Linked DNA regions of Ovis aries: region 1 is linked to region 2. Evidence: chromatin contacts called from public Hi-C data. All regions are on one chromosome and are shown on one strand. The core of a region is the stretch at or near the end of the contact, and the rest is flanking DNA. Distances in the headings are between cores, read along the strand shown. Region 1 holds the start of SIK3 (SIK family kinase 3). Region 2 overlaps SIK3 (SIK family kinase 3).

Region 1 (5,455 bases), core at 768-3,267, 230 kb before region 2:
GTGCTGCTCCTGTAACCCTCAGAGCAAAAGATTTTTTCCCCCCTTGCTTTATTTCTCATGAGTTTCCTGTTGAGACCCTCCTCTTCCTTTCCTTAGGGAAGATAGTAGAACTAGGACCCTTGGGCCCAGCACCAAAGTTAATGTACAGTTCCTGTTAGAGGCAGGTGAGTAGGTCGAAATGGTAAAAGAGGCTGGCTGCACACCATCATTTATCTGGGATTGAATGAGCTCAACCAATGAAAGGTCTTAACCAGTGCCAGAAGCTGAGGACCACTTCATCCTTATCCTCATTTGCTAGTAAAGAAGCCAATTAGTGTTAATTGTGTTGGCAATTTGGAACAGCCACCAGGGGATTGATTCAAGGCAATTGTGGAATGACCTCCCTGTCCTGTCCTAGTCCCAGCGATTACTCACAGTCACTTGAGGAATCAGAGAGCTAATAAATATCTTTCGGTCCGAGAGAGTAAACAGGTGCTCTGCTTCTCACACATTCACAGTGCACTGGGTGTCAGTTTTCAGTATTGTACCTGTAGTGACCTGACAACACAGTTCTGCCATTGAGAGAGACATAGATACAGAGGAATCAGGATTGGAAAGTGGGATACATTTCAACACTGGCCTGTTCATGGCCTTTTCTCCTCCCCACTTGCCACGCCAGTATGTGTGCAAGCTCGGCTGTGTCCGACTTTTTGTGATCCTTTGAATATAGCCCACCAAGCTCCTCTGTCCACAGGATTTCCCAGGCAAGAATACTGAAATAGGTTGCCATTTCCTTCTCCAGGGGATCTTCCCTATCCAAGGATCGAACCATATCTCCCAAGTCTCCTGCTTTGCAGGCAGATTCTTTACCCCTGAACCACTGAGGAAGCCCTTGCCTGCCCAGAACATCTTGTTATTGATAGCCAAGTAGCCTACCTCTCCCCAGCCTTACCTGAAGCTGCTAAAGCCAATCTACTTAATAGAGGGAGGAGAGAAAGGAGGGGGGAGCTGGTGAGGGCTCCGGAGGATGCAGAAAAGCAGATAACAGAGAAGAGAAAAGGGATGTGAGATTTATTGTTGGAATTTGATTTGATCACCTTTAATGTCCTTGGAGAGTCGCTGGTAGGGGTGGAATTTTTATTTTATTATTTACTTATTTATTTTGCCCAACAGACCGATCGTCCTTAACCATGAGGTGACTCACTGGACAATGCGCACATTGCTTCACCAGGGTTTTACAAGTGACAGAAATAGGATGCAGGCACTTTTTGACAATGATCTAGCTATAGAATTGTTCAGAGAAGGGGTGGGAGGAAGGAAAATGACGTCCCTGCTCTGGCCCTCACCCACCCAATGACTGAAATGCGTGTTTGGGCTGGTTTCTCCGCCCTTGGACACGCAAATCTTACTTTCCCTATTTTCTACATTCGGTGACAATTAGATTGGTTGTACCAGGTTGTAAGAGGAAGGAATTTTACTGAAGAATTCCCTTGCCTCGCTACCGACTTGGTTACAGTAGCTTCAGTAGTGTAGCTGTTCCTGCCTTTGGGGCCTCAAGGGCTAAAGTGGGACAGTGCTAATATTTTTGATGAGGAGGAAATACTTTGCTTTAAAGGAGGCTGGGTGACTGCCGAACTGGGACAGAGGTCACAGTAGGGGGTGACATTAGCAGTTCCTGGGAGGATCGAGGGCAGGTTTTGGGTCAGGCACAAGCACCCCCCGACTTGGGCAACGCTGCAATGGCTTGGAACTGGCTGGCACACTTGCGGTACCCACTGTCTCCTCCCCGGAGGGGGGCACCCGGGAGCCGGCGCGGGAGGAACCCGGCCCACGCGGGAAGGTCGAGCTAGCCGGTGAGGTCATGGTTGCTATGGCTCCGGGCAGTGACGCGCGTCGGCACGTGACGACAGGTTGCCATGGCTCCCGGCCCCGGCGGCGCGGGCGCTCCGCCTCCTGGAGTGACGTCCGCCGCCCCCCCACCTCTTTTCCCGCCCCCCCCCGCCCCCTCTCCCCCCCCGGCCGGCTCCCCGCGGCCCCGGAGGTTTCACTGCACAACAAGATGGCGGCGGCGGCGGCGAGCGGAGCTGGCGGGGCTGCCGGGGCCGGAGCGGGGGGAGCCGGGCCGGCCGGCCGCCTGCTGCCTCCGCCCGCCCCGGGACCCCCGGCCGCCCCCGCTGCTGTCCCCCCGGCGGCTGGCCCGCCGCGTCCCCCAGCCCCGGCCTCCCGCGGGCCGGTGCCTGCCCGCATCGGCTACTACGAGATCGACCGCACCATCGGCAAGGGCAACTTCGCGGTGGTCAAGCGGGCCACGCACCTCGTCACTAAGGCCAAGGTAGTGGCGCGGCGGGACCGGGGGGCGGCGGGGCTGCGCGGCCCGGGACCGTCCGAGTGTGGCGGGGGAAAGGGAGCCCCGCGACACCGAGGTGGAGGGGTCGGCGCCGCGAGCGGGGCTCGGGAGTGCGTTGGGGACCGGGGAAGCGGGTAGGGGGTTATCGGGCAAGAGTGAGGAGAGGGAGAGCAGGAGGCGGGGGGCACCGGGGGGCCCGGGAGAGGGTAACTGCACAGCGGAGGAGGCGCAGAGCAGCCACCGAGCGCCGGGACCTGGGGAACTAGGGAGCCGGGGATGGGCGGGGGGCTCCCCGGGCTGTGCGGAGGGTCGTAGCAGGGGTGATGAGAAAGAAGACATTTGGAACTCTCCCGGAGCCAGGAGACAGTAAGCTAAAAAGCCTTCGAAACCAGAAATTAGGAAATCCTGCGGGAATGAGGGCAGGGGGATAGGAAACGTGGACCAGGAGGATGGGGGAAACAAGGGTGAAACTGACACAGGTGGGCTTTTGAGGGGAAGAAGGATGGCTGGGGTCTTGAGAGGGGGTACAAGGTACTGCGAGGTATGAGGGACCTGGTACCTTATGACAGCAGCACCAGTCAGCATTTGGTCTCCCAAGACTTCTAAATGGTGGGAATGAGAGACAGAGGACAGACAAGATTATTGGAGGAGGCGATGAAAAAAATGGGGAAATTAAGGAGGAAAAAAATTACTTTGCTTTTCCACAGGAAAGGCGTCAGGGAACAGAGACCCAGGGGTACCCCTGCTTTGTGTTGGCCCTAGGTAATCAGGGGTTAAACAATTTGGGAGAGCTGGATTGCTGGTTATATTTAGTTGTTGGAGGGTCCAGAACCATACAGTTTACAGAACCCAGGGTGGGCTGTCATTGGTGAGGAGGGGGCCTGGAGACTGGGGAGGTGTGTGAAGAATCTGGACACTCATTGGGCCCTTTGGTTCCCAAGGGATTTGTGGAGCAGTGGTGGTGAAATTGGCAAGGTCAATTAGGAAGCCATATCGTACACGTTTAAAATTTTACCTACAAAATTCGTTTTTGGAGGAAATACGGTTAGTTCTTTCCTGTGGCCTTCTTCATTGGGAGTCTTGACATCGAAGACACCAGGAGGAACTGCTTGGTTTGGATAGGACTCCCAGAACCCATTTATACTTCAGATTTCTTTCTTTGCTCCATCTCTCACTTGAATGAACACTTTCGGTGAAGTCATTCATTATATTTAAAACTGCAATTTGTGTTTCCCTCAGCTCGATGAAGAACCCTTACAGCTGCTGCTGCTTCCTACCAAAGCCACATCAATTCCCCTCACCTCCTCAGCCCAGTCTTTGGTCCTTGTTTTCGCTTGTATGGCAATCTCTTATTTTCAGAAGGCAGTGACTTATCTCTGCCTTCTCTCCCTCTCACTACCCGAAGTTCCTTTTTCCCTCTTTTCTGTCAGACTCTAAAGGGCCCTTCTTACCAGGGTTGTGGGGTGGGTGGGTGGCTGTGGAAAATTGATTGGTCAGTTTCACTTCCTCTTGGGGGGGCCCCCTTCAGCCTTTTTTTTTTTTTCTCCAGTTTTTATCAGAGGGCCTCAAGTCTGCAGGTCTGAGCTGAATGAGATACCAGAGTCCAAGGTTTCCTGATGATACCCTCAGACCCTGACACGGAGTAGGCTGAACTAAGACTCTGGTGCATCCCTGTCCCTCCGAGTGTTTCCTATTGTGTTTACAGTTAGCCCAGACAAATTTATGTTTACAAACAGCTCTAATTGTTCCAGCCTCATTCCTTGTTTTGGTATTTCCCTTTCCACACCCTCCCCCTCCCACCTAAGTAATCACTTGGGCTTCTGTGATTATTTTGCTCTGACCTCTGGGGGATGGACTCTGTGAACTTAATTGGCTGCCTGGTTTATGGTATCTATGATTTAAAGAATTCTGTATCGCCCAGCCCTTGGATACACCAAAATAATGATTAAAAAAATCTGGGACAGAGGGTTCAATGTTTTTGTAAATGTAATTGCAAACAGTTGATTCTTGGCTTTATACATAATGGAGACATTTCTATCTTCAGTAGTCAGCAAAGCCGGTGGCTAATTATGGCTGGTCTGCCCGCTTTCTAATTTTCCAGTGTGTGTGTGTGTCTAAGTTTTTCTCTAAGTTGTTGGTATCCTTTAGGACTGCAGCATTTTAAACATCAGCTTGTTTATAAACGGGTGTCACTGTTTATGTTGGTTTTTATCTTTGATCATTTGTGGTCAGCAGTTATGCAATTCCTATGTATGGAAATATTCAAAATCTTGAATGAGGCTGAAATGGCTTGGACAATGAGTTGCATGTGTGACGGGACCACACCAGCACTCATTTGTGTTTCTGTAGCAGTGTGCAATTTCCTAGTTACAGGCACCCTCTCTTTCGCTGCTTAAATTACTCTGCCGACACTCGTGAAGCTTAATTCACAAGGAGTTGTCATGTGCTCTGGGTAAATGATGAACATATTTTGGCCTGCTTCTTGCTTATCTGAGTCCACTTTGGAAAGGTTTCTCAGATGCTTGCAGCTCAGATGTGTCTAACAACTGTTGACATACGGTGTGATGGCCTATTAAGGCCAGGGTTGGGTTATATAATGGCGAGGAAGGTGCCTGGGTATTGGCAGCTGCAGAAGCTGCTGTTCAGTTACTCAGGTAGAGAGATTTTCTCCTGTGCACTGCAGCGTCTATCTTACTTCTGCAGTCAGGTAACTTGGGACCAAAGAGAGTCACCTATTTTCACCTATTTTTTTTCCCTCTTCTGTTTTCAGAATGTATCTTTTTGTTCATTTGTTCATTTTGTCTTTAGAGGTATGTGATTTTTTTTTTTTTTTTTCCCTTTATGCTCCCTGTCAGCCACTGAATGGTCTGGGTTTTTCGTATAACCATCAGACTCAGGTAATTCAGATGATATTTGTGTTGGTTGAAAGAGGTTAGGTAGTAGGTGTTTTCTGAACATTAGAGAAATATTTATGGTCATCTTTTCTTACACACACTACCTCTTCCACAGACTAAGAGGCTAAAGTAAACTTTATTTTTTGACCAAGCTACCATGCTCCGTCCAACAATAAGTGGTAAAGCTGGCCCTTTCCCAAATTTTGTTAACTCTCTAACCTCCTAGATCAGGACC
Region 2 (5,997 bases), core at 553-3,052:
ATGGAAACAGACAACCTTGTATCTTATGGAGAATTTTATAGTTTTTAAAAGCATTTGCTCACATACAGTCTTGTTTGATTAGTTTCAATAAATGTTTACTTATCCACATATATTCAGCAGCTATTTATTCAACTCCTACTAGGTATAATCATCATCTTTGGCATTGCAGGTTTGATACTGAAAACAGCAATAAAAAAGGCCTCGTGGGGCGGGGGGTTAGACAATAAGCAGTAAATAAATAAGGTGATTTCACAAGGAAGTCATTAGTGTGAAGGAAATTAGTGTGATGTCATAGGGCATGACTGGACGCCTCCTTGAGGTTGATGAGGTGGCTAGGAGAGATCTTTCTGAGAAAGTTGGCATTTAAGTTCCTTCCTGAATGACAAGGAGCCAGCCACGTGAGGGTTGGGGAGCAGCCGTCCTGACTAAGGGATACGGTGAGTGTAAATGGCATTGGTGGGAATGTGATAAGTACATGCACAGACTAGAAAGATGGCCTGTGCTGCTGGAGCTCAGGGAGCTGAGGGCGCGTGGCCAGAGGTGAGATCAGAGGACTTCAGACTTTGTTCTGCGGGTTCTGGGTGAGATGGGGTGTGATTCAGAGCACCAACCACAGAGACTGTCTGGTTTGAAATCTAACCTATTGAGTGGTCTTCAACAAGTTTTTTGACTTCTCTGTGCCTAATTTTAACGTCTCCAAAGTGGGAATGATGATCGTTTCTTCCTGCTAGGATTACTATGAGGATTAAATGAGATCAAAATATGTGTGAAGTATTCAGCAGAGTGTCTGCATACTGCTGTTTTATCATCATCAGTGTCTAGGTTCAGTTTCATCACACGTGCTACCCCCACGTCATCGTCAGTACCCTCAAGTTACAGATGAGAACACTTAGAAACAGAGGGTGGTTTGAAATCAGAATGTAGGCATCTTGATTTCGGAGCCATCATTCTTTTTGCAGTGTATTCTGCGACATGAGCTCAACACCTCTCTGGTCTGAATCTCTTTAGCTCAGAGCTCAGTTGTATGTCCCTGTGAACGTGAGAAAATTATCAGTAAGGCCTAGGGTGTGTGGTAGGGAGGCTCCATGCCTGTCTTCTCCCCACACCTGGGACCCTACACTGAAAGCGTTAGTGTGCACGTCGGAATGCAGAGAGGAGGAAGGCGCTGACTGTATTTTGGGGACCTTGTAAGGCACTGAATAGCTTCAGACACTGAAACTCTTCCTTAATTGCAGCTAATGGGGCCCTACAAAATATAAGTAAATGAAATCCAGGGATTATCCCCAGATTTTTTTTCTAATCCGACTTTTAGTGAAGGTATTAACCAGGACCCCACTCCCTCCACTCCCAGCCCAGAGTTGAATTTCCCTCTCCTCCACCTCTTCCTGCCTTTGCCTGGTCCCTTCTGGAGTAAGCCATGGCAGAGGTAAGGATCACGAAGTGAGAGAAACAGATGAGAAGCCAGGAGCTAGGAAATCCACCTGCTCGCCCTGCCCCTGTTCCTCTGCCCCCGCAGCGCCTCCCCCAGCGGCGCTGACGGCCGGCTCCGTGTCTCTTGCAGAATGTGAGCACCTGATCCGCCACATGCTGGTGTTGGACCCCAACAAGCGCCTCTCCATGGAGCAGATCTGCAAGCACAAGTGGATGAAGCTAGGGGACGCGGACCCCAACTTCGACAGGGTGAGCGGGCTCCCACTCACCCCTGGGGACGCCCCTTCGGGCTGCTGCAGGCCCTTTCGCGTAAGATTGTAACCAGGCCAGGACCTAGAAGGGCAGGCCTGGGTGCAGGCTGTTGTGTAACCCTGAAGCAAGTGAAGCCAGCAAGGAGGAAGCCTCACTGGCTGAGCTGTTGCAGAATAGTGCTGCCAGCTCCTGACCACGTGTCCTCACATCCGGATCCCTTCCCGCGTCTTGGGACAGTACAGCCTCTTCCCACAGGATTGTTCACCTACTCTTATCTCTCACTGTGCATAGTCCAACAGATTCCACAGCGTTCCTTTATTTAAATCATCGTAGCCATCCCAGGTACCCCAGGAGCTCAGGAAAACAGTGGCCTAGCCATCTTGTCTGCTCCTAGCTGAGTACCCAGGGCTTTCTTGCTTAGGCTTCATCTAAGGCCAAAAATATCACAAGCTAGGGAGCATGGAACAGCTTGTTCATTATATATGATCTGCCATCTTGACATAGTTAATTGGGAGTTTGATAGCTTGCCTTATTTTGTTACAGTTAATAGCCGAATGCCAGCAGCTGAAGGAAGAAAGGCAGATGGACCCTCTGAATGAGGATGTCCTCTTAGCCATGGAAGACATGGGACTGGACAAAGAGCGGACACTGCAGGTACCTAAGTGAGCAGAGGCCGGGGTGGGGGCTGTGTTCCCTCTGCCCTGTCTTTCCCATGTTCCCTTCTTCCTGGGAACTTGGATCTTTTATTTTCCTCCCATTCTCGCTCTGCCCCTTGAAGGCACTTTGCTCTTCTACTGTTACTTTTAAAAGAGTTTTGGTCATTGACATGCTGTTTCACCAGGGTTTTTTGCTCTTTCCCCTTTTCTCTCGGTAGTCGTTAAGATCAGATGCCTATGATCACTATAGTGCAATCTACAGCCTGCTGTGTGACCGGCATAAGAGACATAAAACCCTGCGTGTTGGAGTACCTCCTGGCATGCCCCGAACCATGGCCTTCCAGGCGCCAGTCAACCTCCAGGTGGGTGATAACTCCAGCGACCAGATTCAGCACTAGTATGAAAGTCCCTGCTGTTCCTTACCCGTCACCTCCCAGCTGCCATCTCTTCCTTTCTCAGAGGCCAAGCAAAGAACTCAGCCTCTCTTTGACAGAGTGGGTGGAAGAATGTTCCAGCACTTGGAAGGGGCACCAATAGCTGAGTTTTTTTTTTTTTTTAAAGAAACCGTAAATCATTGCGAGAGACTGTCTTTGCTAAAGAATACTTCCCTGTAGCTCCTAAGAGCAGAGGAACCAAAAACTCAGAAGTAGAAGCCTAGACTTTAGCCATCAAGAATGTTTTGAAAGCCTCTATGATTTCCCTTTGGTGTTGAAAAGCCTGTATGTGTGCGTGCTGCTTTCCAGGCGGAGCAAGCTGGTACCGCTATGAACATCAGCGTCCCCCAGGTGCAGCTCATCAACCCAGAGAATCAAATCGTGGAGGCAAGTAGCAGCCCCTGGTGGCTGTCAGCTGAACCTGCTTTCTTTCCCATAGCCTCATTGCCTTTCCTTATTACTTCTTCTATATATTTTATTTATTCATTTCCCCGTTTATTTTTGGCCATGCTGGGTCTTCGTTGCCTCTCTGGCTTTCTCTGGTTGCGGCAAGTGGGGGTGCTCTTCACAGCAGTGGGTGGGCTTCGGGTTGTGGTGGCTTCTGTTGCGGAGCACGGGCTCTAGAGTGTGAGCTCGGAAGTTGCGGCACACGGGGCTCAGTTGCCCCGCAGCACGTGAGATCTTCCTGGACCAGGGATCTAACCCGTGCGCCCTACACTGGCAGGCAGAGTCTTAGCCACTGGACCACCTGGGAAGTCCCCTTTCCTTCCTTCTTGTTTCTCACTCCCTCTTGTTTCTGATTTGTTTGTGCTTCCCTCACCTCAGCCGGACGGGGCGGTGAACGCGGACAGTGACGAGGGTGAAGAGCCTTCCCCTGAAGCGCTGGTCCGCTATCTGTCCATGAGGAGGCACACAGTGGGCGTGGCCGACCCCCGGTGAGTGTCTGGCAGAAAATTCCCATCTGACTTTGAGTTCCTCCCGTGGCACATTTTCCCTACTTTGTATCTCCCAGGTGAGATCTGATACAATGGCCAAAACATGTGGTTAATCTCTTCAGGCTCCCTGGTAGATCAGACTTGATTGGACTTGAGGATCACAGAGCTGTCACTAGTGGAGGGTGGGCTGAAAGCCGCCATTGAGCCAGGCGATGACAGTACTTTGGTGAAGAGCGTAGCATGTCTTTTCCCGCAAAGACTGAGGTCTTTTGATCTAAGCCACATAAAAGTACCCCTGGAAATGCATCTGTGTTTGACAGCTTTTAGAGATATTTTTTGCCATATATTTTAATGGAAGACTCATCTAAGAAGTGAGGACAAACAGCAGGATAGAATTTATAGATGTAAAAAATTAAATTCAGTGAAAAAAATTATGTGAACAAAAGTCCAAAAATATGCCGAGTAAGTACCGGTTTTCCAAAGTGTTTTCCCAGAACAGCCCTTCGTTGTGTCCCCTGCTTGCCTGCACACTGGAGGAATGGACTGAAGGCCAGCTCTCTTGGTTTTCGTTCAACACTTGAAGATTCTCACCATTAAAAATAGCCATGCCACTTTTCTGGCTATTTCTTCTCCTGCGTAGGGAAGAGAAGGTTGTGGCAAGAGTCCTCTTGAGAGTTCAGCTCGGAGCATAGCTGGTTTCTTTTTCCTTTGAGTCATTTCCAAAAGAGCCTCCCCTGCTTACTGGTTTGCTTGCTTCGCCTTCTCAGCCTACGATGAAACAGGCAATCGGGGAGCATTCTGGCCCCGAAGACAATGTCAGCTTCAGAGGGTGGGGCCCCGTGTCACCCTGTTAGTGGAAAGAGCTCTTATTGTAAAGTGTGCCATAAACCCCTCTGTCGGGGCTCCACAGCCCTGCCCGCCCACGGCTTATCTGCCCATCAGCCCTGATGGCGCTGACAGCATTCTTTCCCCAGTGGATCAGCTGCTACTTTGGGGCAGCCATTGTTTGAGTGGGTGGCCCGTGTCCTCCCTTACTTGCTGTTCACCTCCAGGCCTCGGAGACCTGAACTGGACGGGGGCCAGTGTTTCCTGTTGGCACAGAGCTGTTGGTTTTACATGAGTGGTCAGTGCAGAATGGTGATCCCCAGCCACAGATAGTGAAATGGCAGAGAGCCAGATTCCACACACCTGGCTCCACACACTTCTGCTTGCTCTGGGGCCTTGGAGAGAAATACACATGTAGGAGGAAGGTAGAAAGATAAACTAAACTGTGCGGAATTTGGCAGTGTCCTCAGTTTGGGGCTCTAGGTTGTGAGGGGGAATTGTAACCAGACTTCTCCATCGTCCTGTTTCCCGTCAGCACGGAGGTCATGGAGGATCTGCAGAAGCTGCTGCCTGGCTTTCCTGGAGTCAGCCCGCAGGCTCCCTTCCTGCAGGTGGCCCCGAACATGAACTTCATGCACAACCTGTTGCCCATGCAAAATCTGCAGCCAACCGGGCAGCTGGAATACAAGGTACCCGGACCTGGGAGAGGGCTTGCCCCCAGAGAGCTCGTCTGAGCTGCATTTGAGAAACGCAGAGACCGTCTCCAGGATTTCAGGGTGTCCTTAGAAGGATGCTTTCTCTTGCCTATGTCACCATCATGGGATCCCTTCCTTTCAGTAGACTGGAGTACTGCTGTCTTCTCTCCTCCTTTCTCCCCACCTCACCAAACCATCCCTCCCCTTCTCCTCCTGCAGGAGCAGTCCCTGTTACAGCCGCCCACCCTGCAGCTGCTGAACGGAATGGGGCCCCTTGGCCGGAGGGCATCAGATGGAGGTGCCAACATCCAGCTCCATGCCCAGCAGCTGCTGAAGCGCCCACGGGGACCCTCCCCTCTTGTCACCATGACACCAGTGAGTGGCAGCATGAAGCCCTGCTTGCTTTCTCAGAGGCTTTTGGTAAAGAGGTTTTGGAACTCAGGGTCTCCAACCTAAACGTCTGAATTTCTTCTTTCCCTCAACATGCAATGCTCACTGTCATTTCCACTTTTTTCAGGCTAATAGAATTTTCCAGACTTACTTTTTGGTTAGCTTCTTCACTTAACCAAATAATTTGCATACTGCATCCTGCTTCTGGAGGGACTCATCTTTGGGGAGCCTCTTGTAGACACTCGAGTAAAGGGCGGCTGCAACCCTGCCCGCTTCAAGTCAGGGAGTCATAGTCACAGGCCCGGCCTTCCCGCGGGTCACATTTCCGTGCCAGAGGGCAGTGGAAGCTAATAATTTTCTCTGGGCTTAATTGCTTTTT

What was found. A called contact is a pair of places that touch in the nucleus more often than the background predicts.
Region 1: a contact with region 2 is called in a Hi-C map of liver, with 5 times the contacts expected there. The contact joins the promoter of SIK3 here to the enhancer-like site in region 2. A contact is called at or near these places in 14 of 16 Hi-C or Micro-C datasets (blood, hypothalamus, liver and 6 more).

The regions. Positions count from the first base shown.
Region 1 is chr15:27,507,120-27,512,574 of ARS-UI_Ramb_v3.0, reverse strand. SIK3 (SIK family kinase 3) reads left to right here and starts at 2,017. Exons shown (of 23, transcript XM_060399705.1): 1 at 2,017-2,311. The coding sequence starts at 2,039.
Region 2 is chr15:27,272,551-27,278,547 of ARS-UI_Ramb_v3.0, reverse strand. SIK3 (SIK family kinase 3) reads left to right here. Exons shown (of 23, transcript XM_060399705.1): 7 at 1,562-1,680; 8 at 2,227-2,337; 9 at 2,558-2,701; 10 at 3,083-3,160; 11 at 3,599-3,708; 12 at 5,069-5,222; 13 at 5,448-5,603. Among named protein-coding and RNA genes, the nearest start is that of APOA1, 37 kb to the right of the region's middle. Within about 2 kb of position 1,802, at least 6 of the 54 cell types and tissues checked have an H3K27ac peak or open chromatin away from gene starts, as enhancers often do. A contact at or near this core is called in liver, where this site is marked.